3 separate regions of the Sus scrofa genome follow, and regions 2 and 3 are each linked to region 1. The links are chromatin contacts, called in public Hi-C and promoter capture Hi-C maps. All regions are on one chromosome and are shown on one strand. The core of a region is the stretch at or near the end of the contact, and the rest is flanking DNA. Distances in the headings are between cores, read along the strand shown.

The links. Promoter capture Hi-C pulls out the DNA fragments that hold promoters and counts their contacts. Hi-C and Micro-C count contacts between places; a contact is called where the count stands out from the background.
Region 2: a promoter capture Hi-C map of fetal liver shows a contact between it and region 1, with 5 times the contacts expected there. The contact joins the promoter of LOC100155323 here to the promoter of MLLT3 in region 1. A contact is called at or near these places in 1 of 5 promoter capture datasets (fetal liver) and 5 of 47 Hi-C or Micro-C datasets (alveolar macrophages, embryonic fibroblasts, epiblast stem cells and 2 more).
Region 3: a Hi-C map of skeletal muscle shows a contact between it and region 1, with 8 times the contacts expected there. The contact joins the enhancer-like site here to the promoter of MLLT3 in region 1. A contact is called at or near these places in 2 of 5 promoter capture datasets (fetal skeletal muscle and liver), 11 of 47 Hi-C or Micro-C datasets (brain, embryonic fibroblasts, epiblast stem cells and 8 more) and 1 of 2 datasets of contacts at active chromatin or transcription factors (skeletal muscle).

What each region holds. Positions count from the first base shown.
Region 1 is chr1:202,315,707-202,320,415 of Sscrofa11.1, reverse strand. MLLT3 (protein AF-9) reads right to left here and starts at 2,958. Exons shown (of 11, transcript XM_013993522.2): 1 at 2,281-2,958. The coding sequence starts at 2,463.
Region 2 is chr1:201,803,626-201,807,992 of Sscrofa11.1, reverse strand. LOC100155323 (interferon omega-1) reads right to left here and starts at 3,114. Exons shown (of 2, transcript XM_003353506.3): 1 at 3,083-3,114; 2 at 2,604-3,081. The coding sequence starts at 3,114. The coding sequence ends at 2,604.
Region 3 is chr1:202,949,567-202,953,997 of Sscrofa11.1, reverse strand. No RefSeq gene overlaps it. Among named protein-coding and RNA genes, the nearest start is that of TRNAD-GUC, 82 kb to the left of the region's middle. Within about 2 kb of position 2,002, at least 24 of the 83 cell types and tissues checked have an H3K27ac peak or open chromatin away from gene starts, as enhancers often do. A contact at or near this core is called in epiblast stem cells, omental adipose tissue and skeletal muscle, where this site is marked.

The sequences.
Region 1 (4,709 bases), core at 1,709-4,208:
ACGTTTCACGAGCGTGGGCGCGCACACCCCACACCCCCAAATACACCCCACCCAGCCGGCCCGGCCCCCGGCTCCCCCGCATCCAAGCCGCCCGGAATGTTTGTAACGGAATGTTACCCACGATCGGGAAGGGGGTCCGGGGGTCGGGGGGAAGAGAGCGAGCACACTCAGCCACTGCGAGCACAACAAATACATCAGAAACAAATTAGAAGACAATTAGGAGAAGATGCCGGGGCGGTTTCCCGGCATGGAAGGGGAGGTAGCCAGGACCCTCGATGGGGGTTCTGGCGAGCCCCCACCCCGAAAGTGTCGCGGAGACAGGCACACGCCGAGGAAGTCTTTGTGTACGTGTGTGTGTGCGTGAGTGTGGAGCGCTGTGCCAGGCGGAATGGAAACTACAGGCAGCCTCTGCCGACGGGCACAAACTCCCGTGCTCTTACCACGGGGTTTGTGCACAACAAAAATGAGACGTCGTCACATACACAAACACACACACACACCCCCTCAGGAAAACACTCCGAGGCATCCATAACTTAAAGCACCCCGCACCCCCCCCCAAGCGAAAAGCCTCACGCGATCGACGAGGCCAGCCTAACAGAGCCCCCGCAACACACTTCCAAGAGCCAAAGTGGCCCCAAAGTACCTCTCACCTCCCCCCAAAAAATGAAATTCAGAAAGGCAGGGCGGCAGGCGGACAGCCGCGGAGCCCCGACTGCGGACAGCCCAGAGCGGGGGCAAAGTTGCGTGCGGCCCCGTCGCTGTCAGCCCGCAGACTCCAGCTCACACTCGCGCGCCGCGGAGAACGCACCATCGTAGCGGCCGCCCAGGCTGCTCGCCGCGTCGCCGGACTGTGCCCGCGGCTCCCGGCGGCGGCGGCGGCTGAAATATGGCTGAGTTATTATTCGCCTCCTTCCACCGTGTGTTAGTGTGTGTGTGTGAGTACGCGCGTGTGAGCGAGAGTGCGCTTCTTGCGATTGCAAAGAGAGGCGAGAAGGGAGGGAGGCGCGGAGGGTGGAGGGGCGAGTGTGTGTTAGTGTGTGAGTGTGTATGTGTGTGTGTGTGCGCGCGCGCCGGGGGGGGGGGTTGGAGAGGGAGGGGAGCGGAGGCTGAGGGAGAGGCAGCAGCTCCCTGCAAGCCGTACCAACCTTTCTCTAATTAGGACCGCGGAGCGCTGGCGCTGTCTGGGCTGCGGCGGCGGCGGCGGCGCAGGGCGAGGGAGGAAAGGCGGGGGGGGGCAGTCTTTTATTATTATTTTTGCATGTACTTACCGAGCTAGCCATGCCTGGGGGCCCGGAGGTTTGCTGGGGTGTTGTGTGCTACCCCCCTCCCCCGCCCCCTTCAGCTGTAATTCATGAAGAGGCTGCTATGAATGAGAGCGCGCCCAGGAGCGGAGGGTAGATGGCGGACATTCTCTGCCTTTTTCCCCCCGCGTTCGCTTGCTCGCTCGCTCGCTTATTACACTCAGCCCTAAAAGCAAAAGCAGCAGCAGCAGCAGCAGCTCCAGGGCCGGAGGATGAGATTCCGGAGCATGCGCTGTGGCGCCTGACACCGGGGCTCTGAGCCTCAAGGGGCGGAGGGAGGGCGCGCGGGCGGGGCGGAGCGCGCGGGGAGGCAGAGCGAGCAAGCAAGGGGGAGCTCGAAAGAGCCAATCACCGGCCACCTCCCGAAGCCCTGGCGGCCAGCACCGCCACACTGGAACGCCTCGCTTAAAGTAACAGGTTCCTGCTGGGGGTGGGGAGAAGGGCGGGGAGGGGACGCTGGGGTGGGGAGAGCAGCCAGCTGGGGAACCATCCCAGCCCCTGTGTAAACTCCTCTCGCCCTACAATAAAAAACGGATTAAAACTGCTGGAATGTAGCCACTGCCTAGAGCCCCCAGCCTCCCGAGAAGGGGCGTTAAATCAAGTCTTTGGCGTTAGTTAGCACGCTCGGGGAAGGGAAGGGGGTTTCTTTTACTTTCCACCACATCTTTTTATGGTTTTGTGCTGAAACGGCAAGAAATTACACCCAAACAAACTTATTTAAAGACAGAGCGAGAGAAATGCCATCCTGCAAACAAGCGTCTAAAAGCAATCGCTGAGACAGTTATAACCGGCAACAATTCCCTGGCCCCCTTCCCTATCCACTCACCCCCTCCCTTCCTGCACCGCCATCGACAATTTTAAAATGAACAAGCCAGAGAAACAAGACGGCAATTTCCTTCCCAGGGACCGCCTCCCGCGTTGGTAATCCCCGGCTGGAAGGCATAACAAAGCAGTGCCCAGGTGAAGGTGAGATAGATACCTGGGAGTGCTGCTGGGTGCAGACCCGCGGGGACCAGGCTAGGAGTTGTTTTCTTGGGGAGGTTGCCCCTCCTGACAGCCTGCTGGGTTGCATCAGAACGTGGAAGATTGTCCTCTGAGAACGCCAGGGACAACTGGGAGTCTTAAAATAGCAGATAAAGTTAATACTGACTGTAATGGGCATAAATTGGATTATAATCTTTAGGCGAATTGGTGACAGACAGCGTAATCCATCTCCGGGTATTAATCCTGTTAGGTTCCCGAGTGACAACCAGTCGCTGGAGTGTTCCCAAAGTCGCGCTCCTGCGATGCTTCTCACTTGGGTTGAACTTGCTCTCAGTGGCGGGGGATAGAACAGCGCAGCCACGCGTGGGGCGGAGTAGGAGTACTAACTAGCTTCCTTTAGCAGCGCAGACAACCTTTACAAAGGAAACGGATAAGATCTAGACAATTGATTTGAAAGTGAAAGATAGCTGTAACTTCGGTTCGTTAAAGAAAGATCCCTGCATCTTCCTATAGCCCACATTCCTTTTTTGCTCTTCTTTTCTTCCCTTTTTCCCTCATCTCCTTCTTTCTCAGTCTTTCCTTTGGCTTTATTCTCTTCTACCTGCCTTCTTTATCTGCCCTGTCTTGCATTTTTTGGCTCAACTTTCTTGCTTTCTTCTTTTCCTTTTTCTTAAAACCACCAAAACAAGTTGTATGGGCCATTGAATTAAAGGGAGCAAGCACAATAGGGGGAAAGAGGTTAGCCGGGGCACCTGGGATCCTTAATGTTAATTTTTCAGTTCTCCCAGCTGCTCACAGGGAGCTAATCGGAATCAGATCTGACCGGTTCGGACCAATTTTAATTTACAATCCAAGCCTCCGGCTTCAGTGCGTTGAACCCCTAAAACTGATGCTCTCCTCTCCCCCAGTTACAACCAAGAAAACCTCTTCTGCTTTAGGACCCTAATTCCTCCCACCCTTCTATTGGATTTAGCATGTAATGTAGAAAACAGCTGAGGATAGAAACATTTTAGTCCAAGGCCAAAAGCTTAAACTTCTCTTAGATTTCTTAGACCCACATGTACATATATGCATAATATTTTTTAGGTGTATGTGTGTCTGTGTGTGTATACGGACTAAGTTTACACACACATAGACAAGCTGTATGTTAGGGTCTACGTGAAGAGTGGACGTACTTGCTATGCATTATTGCATTTTTAGATAGAATAATCAAATTAGAAGTCCTTTGGAGTCGTAAGATAGGAAAGTGATTGTTATCTGGATGTGCCATTAATAAGGCCACTTTCTGGAAGGTGGCAACCATGAGGCAACGAGTCTAGCTTAGCACGCAGGTAAAAAACAACAATCCATTCTTCCTTTGAGTTGACTTCAGGGCTTGGCTAACTTCTAGCAACACCAACCGGGCTGTCTTGGAATTTTCTCTGTAACTTGTACTCGCAATGAGGGAAGAATGTCTCCTTTCGGAATTATGTGTCTGCTGAATAAGATTTATTCCAGGAATCACAAGTAAACCATGGGATCAAAGAAAGGTTCTTTTCCCATTATTCCTCCTTTCTCAAAGAATGCTTTTAAAAACCTTTAGGGGTAATTCTTTCTCCAGACCCTGGAAAAATAGATTCTGTCAGTAGATGGCGCACGGAGCCCTTCCACGGACGTCCTTACGTGACCTCGTTAAAACAAAAAAGACCAAGACCGGAGGGAAAAGAAAAGGCAATCCTGAATACTGAGATTCAACTTTTGGGCAAAAGAATTTATGTCAATCTTTCAATATATTATTTATAACATAATCTAATAAACTATTAATTAAAAGCAATCAAAACAGAAAAAACAGCAGATTAATTTTCTATCCATCATACCTGAAGATCTTTGCACTTTAGGTGAAGTACAACAAGCATGAAACAACCCTTTGGGTTCTTGACGATTTAATTACAGAAAATATTTTGCAAATAAATTTTGAGACAAACTTTTTCCAAAAAAAAAAAATTAAATGGAAGTGATGAGAGATAAAAACCATTTATTTCTTCAAAAAGCAATTATCTTACCAAAATTCATACTGTAGTACTTAGCATATTGTGAGGCACCATAGGGTTAGTTTTTGAGAAGCAGAAAAGAAAAGCAATTGACATTATCATATCGAATAAAATGGTTGATGAAGTGTAAAAAGGGACGCATGGGAATGGTGTCTGGGACTGGTTTTTAACTCCTGATCACCGTCATTGCCATTGCCTCCCTACCCTACCACCATCGTTTAGGCTCCAGCCCTTTTGTTTGTAATTAGTTTGTTTAGTTTAGCAGTTGAGGCCAGTTTGAATATTTCTAGTACAACGTAACTCCTTTAAAGAATGATTAGTGTCAAAGAGCAGCGGTTGCTTCTTATAGAACTTTACCTATTTGTTGTGATAGCTTATTGATACATGAACTCAA
Region 2 (4,367 bases), core at 1,865-4,364, 510 kb after region 1:
GAACTTGTCTGAAACCAGGTCCACAGTGGACACTGGACTCCAGTTTTGAAGCCTGAACCATACTTACTACATTTTTATTTTTAAATGACTTTAAATATGTCATTAGGTAACTCATTTATATCCACCTTTTTAATTTCATTGTTGTATCTGTAACCACTTGACTCTGATGAAAACTACGTGATTTCTGTTATCATACCTCTTAGCCAGAACTTCTTTTATATTTTATGCTGCTTGTTTTTGATTTGCATTTCCTCAGTAAATAATGATGGTGAAAACCCTTTTCATGTACTTATTAACCCCTTGGTGAAGAGTCTGTTAAAGTCTTTCTCCATTGTACTATTTTTAGATGTCTTTTCAATTAATGTTTTAGAAATCCTTAATGTATTTAGGATGTGAGTCTGTTAAGTTTATTTTATAGATTTCTTCTTGCACTCTATGGTGGGCCTTTCATTCCCTTAGTCATTCAATGAAGAGAAGCTCTTAATATTTCTTAGTAGAGATCAGTGTGTCAGTCTTTTCTGTAATCGTTGGGGCTTTTGTGTCCTGTAAAAGGAAATTGTTTGCTTACGCTAAGATCAAAAAGATATATTTATATGTACTCTTCTGAAATATTTATTATGTTAGCTTTTACATTTAGTTCTGTGGTCATCTCATTAATCTCTAGGTAAGCTTCATCAACTGAGAAAAAATGCACAACGTACCAGTTGTGAGTTAAGTGAGGGGGAGGTCAGGCTGTATGCAAATGACTGGGTTCATAAAGTCTTCCCCTGAAAATATCTAACTGGAAGGCTCATTCTGCCAGGTATTCCCAGAGCACAGAGTGCATCATGCCTGGTCTCTGCCCTGAAGTCCTTTCAGGGCATTTTGAAGGTCATTGCTGCTATGGTTAGTGATGTGCTTCCTGTAGAACCAGATGGTGGGTGATCATTTTTAGTCCACCAGTTCGTGGTATGACTCAAAGTTCTTTTTTGTTCTGTACTGGTAGAGATTTGTCCAAGCTCCATTTATTGAAAAGGCTATTCCAAATTCCGCTGCAATTAACTGACACAATAATAACGAATGGGTTGATAATACTTGGATAGGCCCATTCTCTATTCTGCACCATTATTCTCTATTTGTTATTCTCACATCACCACTGTTATATTATAGCTTTAAAGTAATTATTGCAGTTTGGCCTATACTTCTGATTGACAAAGAGGGGAGAGAGCAGAGTGCAATCTTTAAAAAAAAAATAACAAAGACAAAAAAAGCAAAGACAAAACCGGTCAGATCCAACTAGGTTCAAGACAGTGAAATGTTCAACTCCCAGCAGACCTTGATCCTCATTACATGCTCATTGTAATACATTAGCTAAGTGCATGTCTGCAGGTGCCATGACAGTTCTGAGGCCAACCATAAAAGACCTAAAAGTGGGCAGTGGCCCAATTCTTAGAATTCCCCACCCCTTCCTGCAATCATTGGAATAATCCCTCAACTCATTAGCCTATGAAATTACACAGGCATTAAACTAACCACCCCATATATTGGAACCATACTCTCACCTTTTGAGATGGGTGGTGATGTCTGTATGGAATGAGTATCTTCTAGGCCACCTGCCCTTCTGAGATGCCCCACACTCTCTCTCTGAATAAATATACTTCTTATCTATCACTGTGCCTCTTGCTGAATTCCTTCTGCACTGGGACTGAACTGCAGTAAGTCCTGAGTCCAGGTGTGTAATTTTAATTAAAAGACAGTGGGTTCAAGTCCCTATCTGAGTCTTGCCCGGGTTAGAGGAGCAGCCCCTTGGTTCAAGACCCAGACTGAGTTGTGCTGTTTCACAATGACTAGCTCTAAATTAGAGGTTCCCATGACCCCCTCCCAGGGTGGTGGTAATTTGCTAGAGCAGCTCACAGGACTTAGGGAAACATCTCACTTACTAGATCATTGATTTATTATAAAAGACTATACCTCAGGATCAGCCAGCTGGAAAGGATGCTGAGGGCCAAGTATGGGGAATGGGCCAGGAACTTCCATGCCCTCTCCAGGCTCCCTACTCTGCACAAATCTCAATATGTTCACCAAACTAGAAGTTCATTGACAAATGGAAGACAAATTGGGGATCACATGTCAATGATGTAAAAGTCCACAAAAGACAGGGTACCCCTGTCCTGAATCACTCTCTGGAGGAGAGGAAAGCAAAAGTTTCTCATGATCACAAATGCCTGCTTGGTGCTCTTAAAAGAAGGAAAGATAAATTTCTGTTAGGATCAAATTCCTGACAGTTTTCTTTTTACCTAGCATTAGGGTAACTGCCAAATATCTTTAACAGCAGACTGTCCTTTCCAAAAGAAAGAAACTTCATATGTTGAAAATAGCAAATAACCTTCCCAAACTTCCCCAGATCTTTTTAATTATGTTATGCAATTATTGATACCAGTAAAGAGGTTGCATTTTTCTATCTAAATGTATTTTGTAAAAGCAGAGATTTGAGAAATTTCTCAGCTTGTGAGGAAACATGGGTTGAGAATGCTTTGGAGAGCGAAGCAAACAGTAACACAATTGATTAGAGAGGGACATAATTATAAAAATATTTTTATTTGTTGACAGTTCTTTGAAGATTCTTACATGAGGGAAAGGCACCTTTTAATTTCCACTCTGACAACCTCCCAGGCACAGGGGCTGTATTTCTTGTCTTTCAGATAGTCATGCATTCTTTGGAAATATCTTTGAACAACAATCGCCAAAGAGGGACAAGCCAGATTGTCTTCTTCCATTTGCTTCCCCAGTTGTTCCAGGCTGTGATCAAGGCTAGAGAGTAGTTGATCAAGGAGGGCGTTGTTCCAAGCGGTTCGGCTGCCCTCCGTTTTGAGGAGGTTGACCATCTGCTGGAACATAAGATGATGGTAACACGTCCCTTAAGTCATCTGGATTTGCGTGATATTCTCTCTTTTCCAAGGAAGTTGGAATTCAGTTCTGTCCTTTAGTCATGTCAGAGAGGGGATCCTTTTCATCTTCTTCAAATATGTGGAGATTTCTGTCTTTTCTTGGCTAGGGATCCCAGACAAGTTCTGGCTAAGAGAGTGAGCAGGGATGGAGCAGAACTCCTGCCACTAGCAAATAGATCTGGGCCATTGAGAATGTCAGTGGTTCTCTGGAAGGCCGCCAGGGGGCGCGCGGACACCCCCTAAACAATTAGCACAAAGTGGCTTCTCAGGGTGGTAAGACAGAGTGCTGCTGTAGGTGGCCTCAAGAGGGCACAGGATAGGTTCTTTGTTGGATAAAGGCTGACTGGAGTTGACCTCTTCAGTGATCCCTGCAGCAGGAGAACCAAGGCTCTGAGGCCTGAGCAACTTGGTGCTGCCTTTAATAGTGCGCTGAACTCCTGAGCGACTTAGGACATCACCGACTTCCCAGTTTGCAGGAGTGTGGAGCAAAGTGTCCTCCTCTCCTCACCAGGCAAGTTTATACTGATTTAAGCGTGCACGTAAAAAGACGCCAAGGCACCTGAAACCTTCCTTTTCTGGTTCTGAGTGTTGAGGGATTTTTTTTGTCTCACATTGGTCCGGGGCGTTTTTGCCTGGTAAGGGAGGGGAACCTTGGCATTCTCTGGGCTTTCCCCTGAGTTTTGTGCTGTAATTTCTCACAGAAACTTTAGCAAGGCCATTTTTAGGAAAGAATCTCTTTTCTGACGGGTCTGAGGCTGGGAATTAGAGCCAGATTATAGTGGATTTTACAGATTGGAGCAATGCAGGGACAGCTCAGAGAAAGGGGGTTGCAGCAGGAATGGGATGACTGGGCAGTGTTGGGGTTGTCCTGGGAATGAGTTGGGGTGTGGTCACCACTGGGGCCAGAGGACAGGGAAGCTGTGCTCCTGGATGCCCTGTGACTTCGTGGTGTCTTTCAAGGCTATAGCTTTAAAGTGGAGGAGAAAGAACTGAAGAACTGAAAAGTAGGAATATGATTCAAACTCACCTCATTTTATAATTTACATTTTACTTAACTTTATCTTTTATTTAATTCATATTCTATTCCACTTCAATGTTTTTAATATTTTATACTTTTACAATGTATTTGTTAAAATATTTGAAACATTAAGTGTAGAATATTAAGATATATCTTAATATTGAAACATAGTATTTTAATCAACTTTAACCTCTATTTTCTTTACATTAATACAGGTATTTCATATCATTTTTACATTTGTAACTTTAATGGAAGCAAAGCCAGTTATATTTTCAAGATTACTCCTTACTTGTTTTTAATTGAGGGAATTCCCATGTTTGATCATTTTCTAATGACTCTGTGACAGTCTTAAGTAATTTTTTACTCCCAGGCCTGCACTGTCACTCCCAGGACCACACCTTGAATTTTTTCTTAGAAATAAG
Region 3 (4,431 bases), core at 753-3,252, 630 kb before region 1:
TTTGATTATTATCCGTGATCCTGGGGCACCTGGGAATGAGAGTGGGAGGGGGAGTGACTCACCTCTCTGCTGATTTTAAGGTTTGTGCTGTAGCAGATTCTATTACCATCCAGTTTGGGGCTGAAATTTTAGAAGACAGATTTATGAGAACCCACATTAAATGCTACATGAATCTAATCATCTATCGCAGGCATTGCTGCTTCAGAAAGGAGGTCTTTTCCCAACTGATTCCTACCCAAGAGCCCACAGGGATCCGATGTCATCTGCACAGATAAATACTTTTCATTGCCTGCACAAGTTAATTTCCTAAGGTTGGGCCCTGGGTGAATAAATGGGGAGAAAAAAAGAAAATCTGAGGGGAAATAAAACACAAAACAAAGTGAAATACTTTCTCAACCTAAGCGACTTCCAAACTCCTTAACATCTTCCTTCTTGCCTGTCTGCGTGAGGGTCTATTGTCTTCCCTGTAATTGCTATCCTTGAGCTCATTTGACTCCTAAAGCTAAGAATCAGCCCTTTGAATTTAGTACAGACAGAGCCAAAACAGCTTGTCTGACAATACTGTGCTAAGTGCTCAGGAGGTCAGGCTTCAAGTGGAGTCAATTACCACCAGGTCTTTGGCCCCAGAGCAAGCCCATACATCTAACTGGAAGTTTCTGTAGAACCCTTAGACTTTCAGCTCCAAAGTGGAGTATAGCTTGCCTCTCACAAAGGATCATACATTATCACCCCGAGAATGACCAGTAACCTCACAGACTTTGTGTGGATATTCTGTGGAACAAACATTGGACATTCTCTGTATGGACAGATTTAGACTGCACCTTTACTTGTCAGTGTCAAAAATGTATACATTTATAGTGATCAGGAAAGAATGCAGAGAAGCCTAGAGAAAGCAGATGACGGCTTAGATCAATGATTGTTTATTCTGTGTATATATAGGCACGCAGAAGCAGAATTTTGAGAGGTTGTATATATTTTTTGTTATACCCTAGAATCTAAAACATGTAACAATTTGGGTCATGGACAGATATCAAAGTCTGTGGCAAACAATCATTCAGTTACATATGGGTATTCATATAAAAGTTTAACTATGTACCTTTGTATTTAACTCCTAATATCTTAGTTCTCACAGCAGAAAAGCTCTACATTTCATAGTATTACTTCATCAGTGAACACTAGTATTAAGACTTTATTATTGGAAACCTCAAATATTTTGTATTTGGGAAAGGGGAAAATCTTGCAGGAAAAGATTGCTAGATCCTACATTATGTATTTTTCAAAAGAAAGTTAATCATTAGATGGGGGTAAGACCTGGGGTCCCCCCAACCAAGGAGTGGATTCTGGCCAACAAATCCATGTAACATCATCCTTCCTCTCCAAAACTTAAGAATATTTGGCTTCTGGATAGTGTTGGAGAACAGAAGTAACAAATAGCCTTTATTAATAGAAAACTGGCTTTTCCTGAGGGAGATTTAAATGTGCTCTACACATGTGAATCCTTTTAAAGAAATTGCTCAGGGCTGGGGAATTTCCAATACCAATCTTCCTTAACCGGCAGATTGAGCAAGATGCACAGCTGTTCTTTAACCGCACAGCATTTCGAATCTAAACAAACACGCTCTTCCACGAAGAGTCTGCTCTGCTGGTCGTGATTTTGGCTTAAGTTAACCTTTATGTTGCTGAGCCTGTCTTCTCTTGAGTCCAGGAGATAGCCATCTCCGGCGGCACCACGATCACCCCGCAGCAGCCAGCACGGCAGTCACACATCATGGCCACTAGATGGCGAGAGGGGACTGAGTTGGGGCGGCTTCTTTCGCTCTGCTTCGGGAGGAACACTTTTGTTTCTCTCCTTTTTCTTCCTGCCCCTTTGTTTAACTTCACCATTTTCTGGCTAGCTTTCTCTCCACTGTAACGCTGTGGTTACGTCGTGGCTTGCTTTTCAGCACCTCTGTTCTAGGACAGCCAGCCTGGCCGCTTCCTGTTTGTGGCCGTGTGGGCTAGGCGCCCACAGGGCTCTTAGGATAAACCATGCTCTCTCGTGCCCAAGTAGGCATTCGCTCCCAGAGTCTTCGTACAGTTCTTTTCATTTATCACCCAAAACCTGGCCAGGTGTCTCTATCTCAGATTGGGTCTACTGCTCTGCTCTGCCTAACTTGTGGGTGAGGGGTGGTGGGGAGTAGTGCTGTTTATTCAGGTATTACCAAAAGGAAAAAAAAAAAAGCAGCTTCAGACCATGTGGATCAGACTATTCTAAGCCTGTGACAGGGATTGGAAAAAAAAGAAAATTCTGTTGAAGGTTTGCAGACCAAACAGACCTCAGACCTGCCACATCTCCATAATATACTGGAATTGGCCTTTCATCCAAGGGACCCAGAAAGGAATTCAGAGGGGCTGGAGAAAGCAAGCTGCTGTGATAGCTCTTTAAAAAAGAACATTCTGAAGAACATGTGAGTTTTATTTTATAAATGACTTAATATCTGAAAAACCAAACCAAATGCTGAATTGCAGACCTGCCAAAACTGGGGCAAGTAGCTGCCAGGCCTTTGCCACCCCAGTGGAGAGCAGTGGGAGAGGATTCCTAGAAGGGGGGTGGCAGCGGAGGTGGGGTCTTCCAGGCCTCTTTTCATAAGTTAGAAGTCAATGTCCCCCTTAATGGGGGGGGCAACTCCCATTAATGTTAAAGGGATTTATGCTCATGAAGAACAAGAGTGGGGAAGACTACAGGACGATTCCCTAGTGGGGTGCTTCCATGCTGGTGGAAGAAGGTCGGGGTTCTCTCTTCCAGTTGGACCTGCCAGAGCGCCAGGGAGCATCACGTCAGAAAGGACCTTAACAGGTAGCCTTTATCAGCCCCTCCACCACGTGAGGCCCCTTGCAGTATTTGGCCCATATAAAGTGTATCTTAGTGGTTATTATTGTTATTCATTTGGACCTGTATCGGCAGCCTATTCACATCAGGCAGAATTTACTTTTGAGGAAACATACCTAAGTGCCATGATGGAAACTTTTCAAAATGAAAACCCAAGCAGGTGTGAAATGAAAATTCCTGTCCTTTCCAACATGCTCCCCTACAACCCCAGATCCACCCCCAGACAGACAGACAGACAGACACACACACACACAATCAGATAGGCCACGTTTCTCAGCCTACCTCTTCTTTTCCTCTGTGGCAGCAGTGTGATTTATGGTCCTGAGGGGAGAGCTGACCAAACTCAGTTGTTTCAGCTGACCTTCCCTGTGAGTTTTCAGGTTGAAGTGAAATCCAATGGGGTGTGAACGAAACTCAAGAGTATCTTCTGAAAAGCCCAGTGGCGTTGAGCTCAGTAAAGGAATCAAACCAAACCAAACCCTCCCTCTTGCTCAGTGCTCCTGCAGCTCACAAAGAATGAAACACTCCATGAGGAAGGAACATGAGCTCCATAAAGAAGGGGCTGCCACCCCCAGCTGGGAGGAGCAAAGGCAGCATTTTTCCAGCAGCAGCAGCAAACCTTTTCCTCACCCCTGCAGCTGGTCTAGTGCCAATGCCTTCAGAAGCTGGGCATCTTTTGTCTTGGAACCCCAAAGAGCTGGTTACACTGAGAAAGTGAGGCTTTGCTGGGAGAATCACAGAGGCATGATCAGGTTTTCCTCCCCCAAGGAAGTAGGTTCTAGCTCTTTACAAACTATTGATACCTTCTAAAATGAAAAGCTTTGGCACATTGAGAGTTTGGGCTAAGGCATGGAGATCTAGAAGCTTTTTCTTAAAAGGGGATCTTTAGTGTCTCTGAAAAGCCAGCATGGTTTCTAGGAGATTCTGAAATGATGTTCTTAAGTCAGAACTAGAGTTTAAAAAAATGGAGAAAATTCTGGTCAGTGTAGGAAGGGAAAAGCATGAGCTTCGAAGCCAGAGATAGTCCCGGCTCACATCCTTCATAGCTGAATGACCTTGAGAAAGTCATTAAATCCACTCTTTATTTGACCCTGCTTACCTCATATTCTACTCAAAAGACTTTAATGAGAACTAGGGTTTATAAAAATTATCAAAATTGAGCGTTCAACACGTAGTTTCATTTAATCTTCAGAACACTTTTATAAGGTGGATCTCAAAACAGCACCTAAAACATTGACCAGCTTAAACTGGTTTTACCTCCTTAAATAGGTTTTTGATTAGTCAAATTAGGAGTTATTTATAGAGACAGCACTGTGCATGTGCAAGACTGGAACGTGTGTCTCTAGGATGACCACAGCACCCAGAATCTTTAGCCTATGGAACTCAAAGAATAGAAGTGTTGTCAACTGAGCCCTTCATGAAGCATGAAGTCCTTCAACAAGAAAAATCCAACTTCCAGAAGCACAGGTAGCTTGATTACTGGTTTAAGACTAGCCAATCAGCTTCTGCCCCAACCCCTTAAATTTTGCCCTCAACCCAGTCTCAGGAGGTAAGTTAGTAGC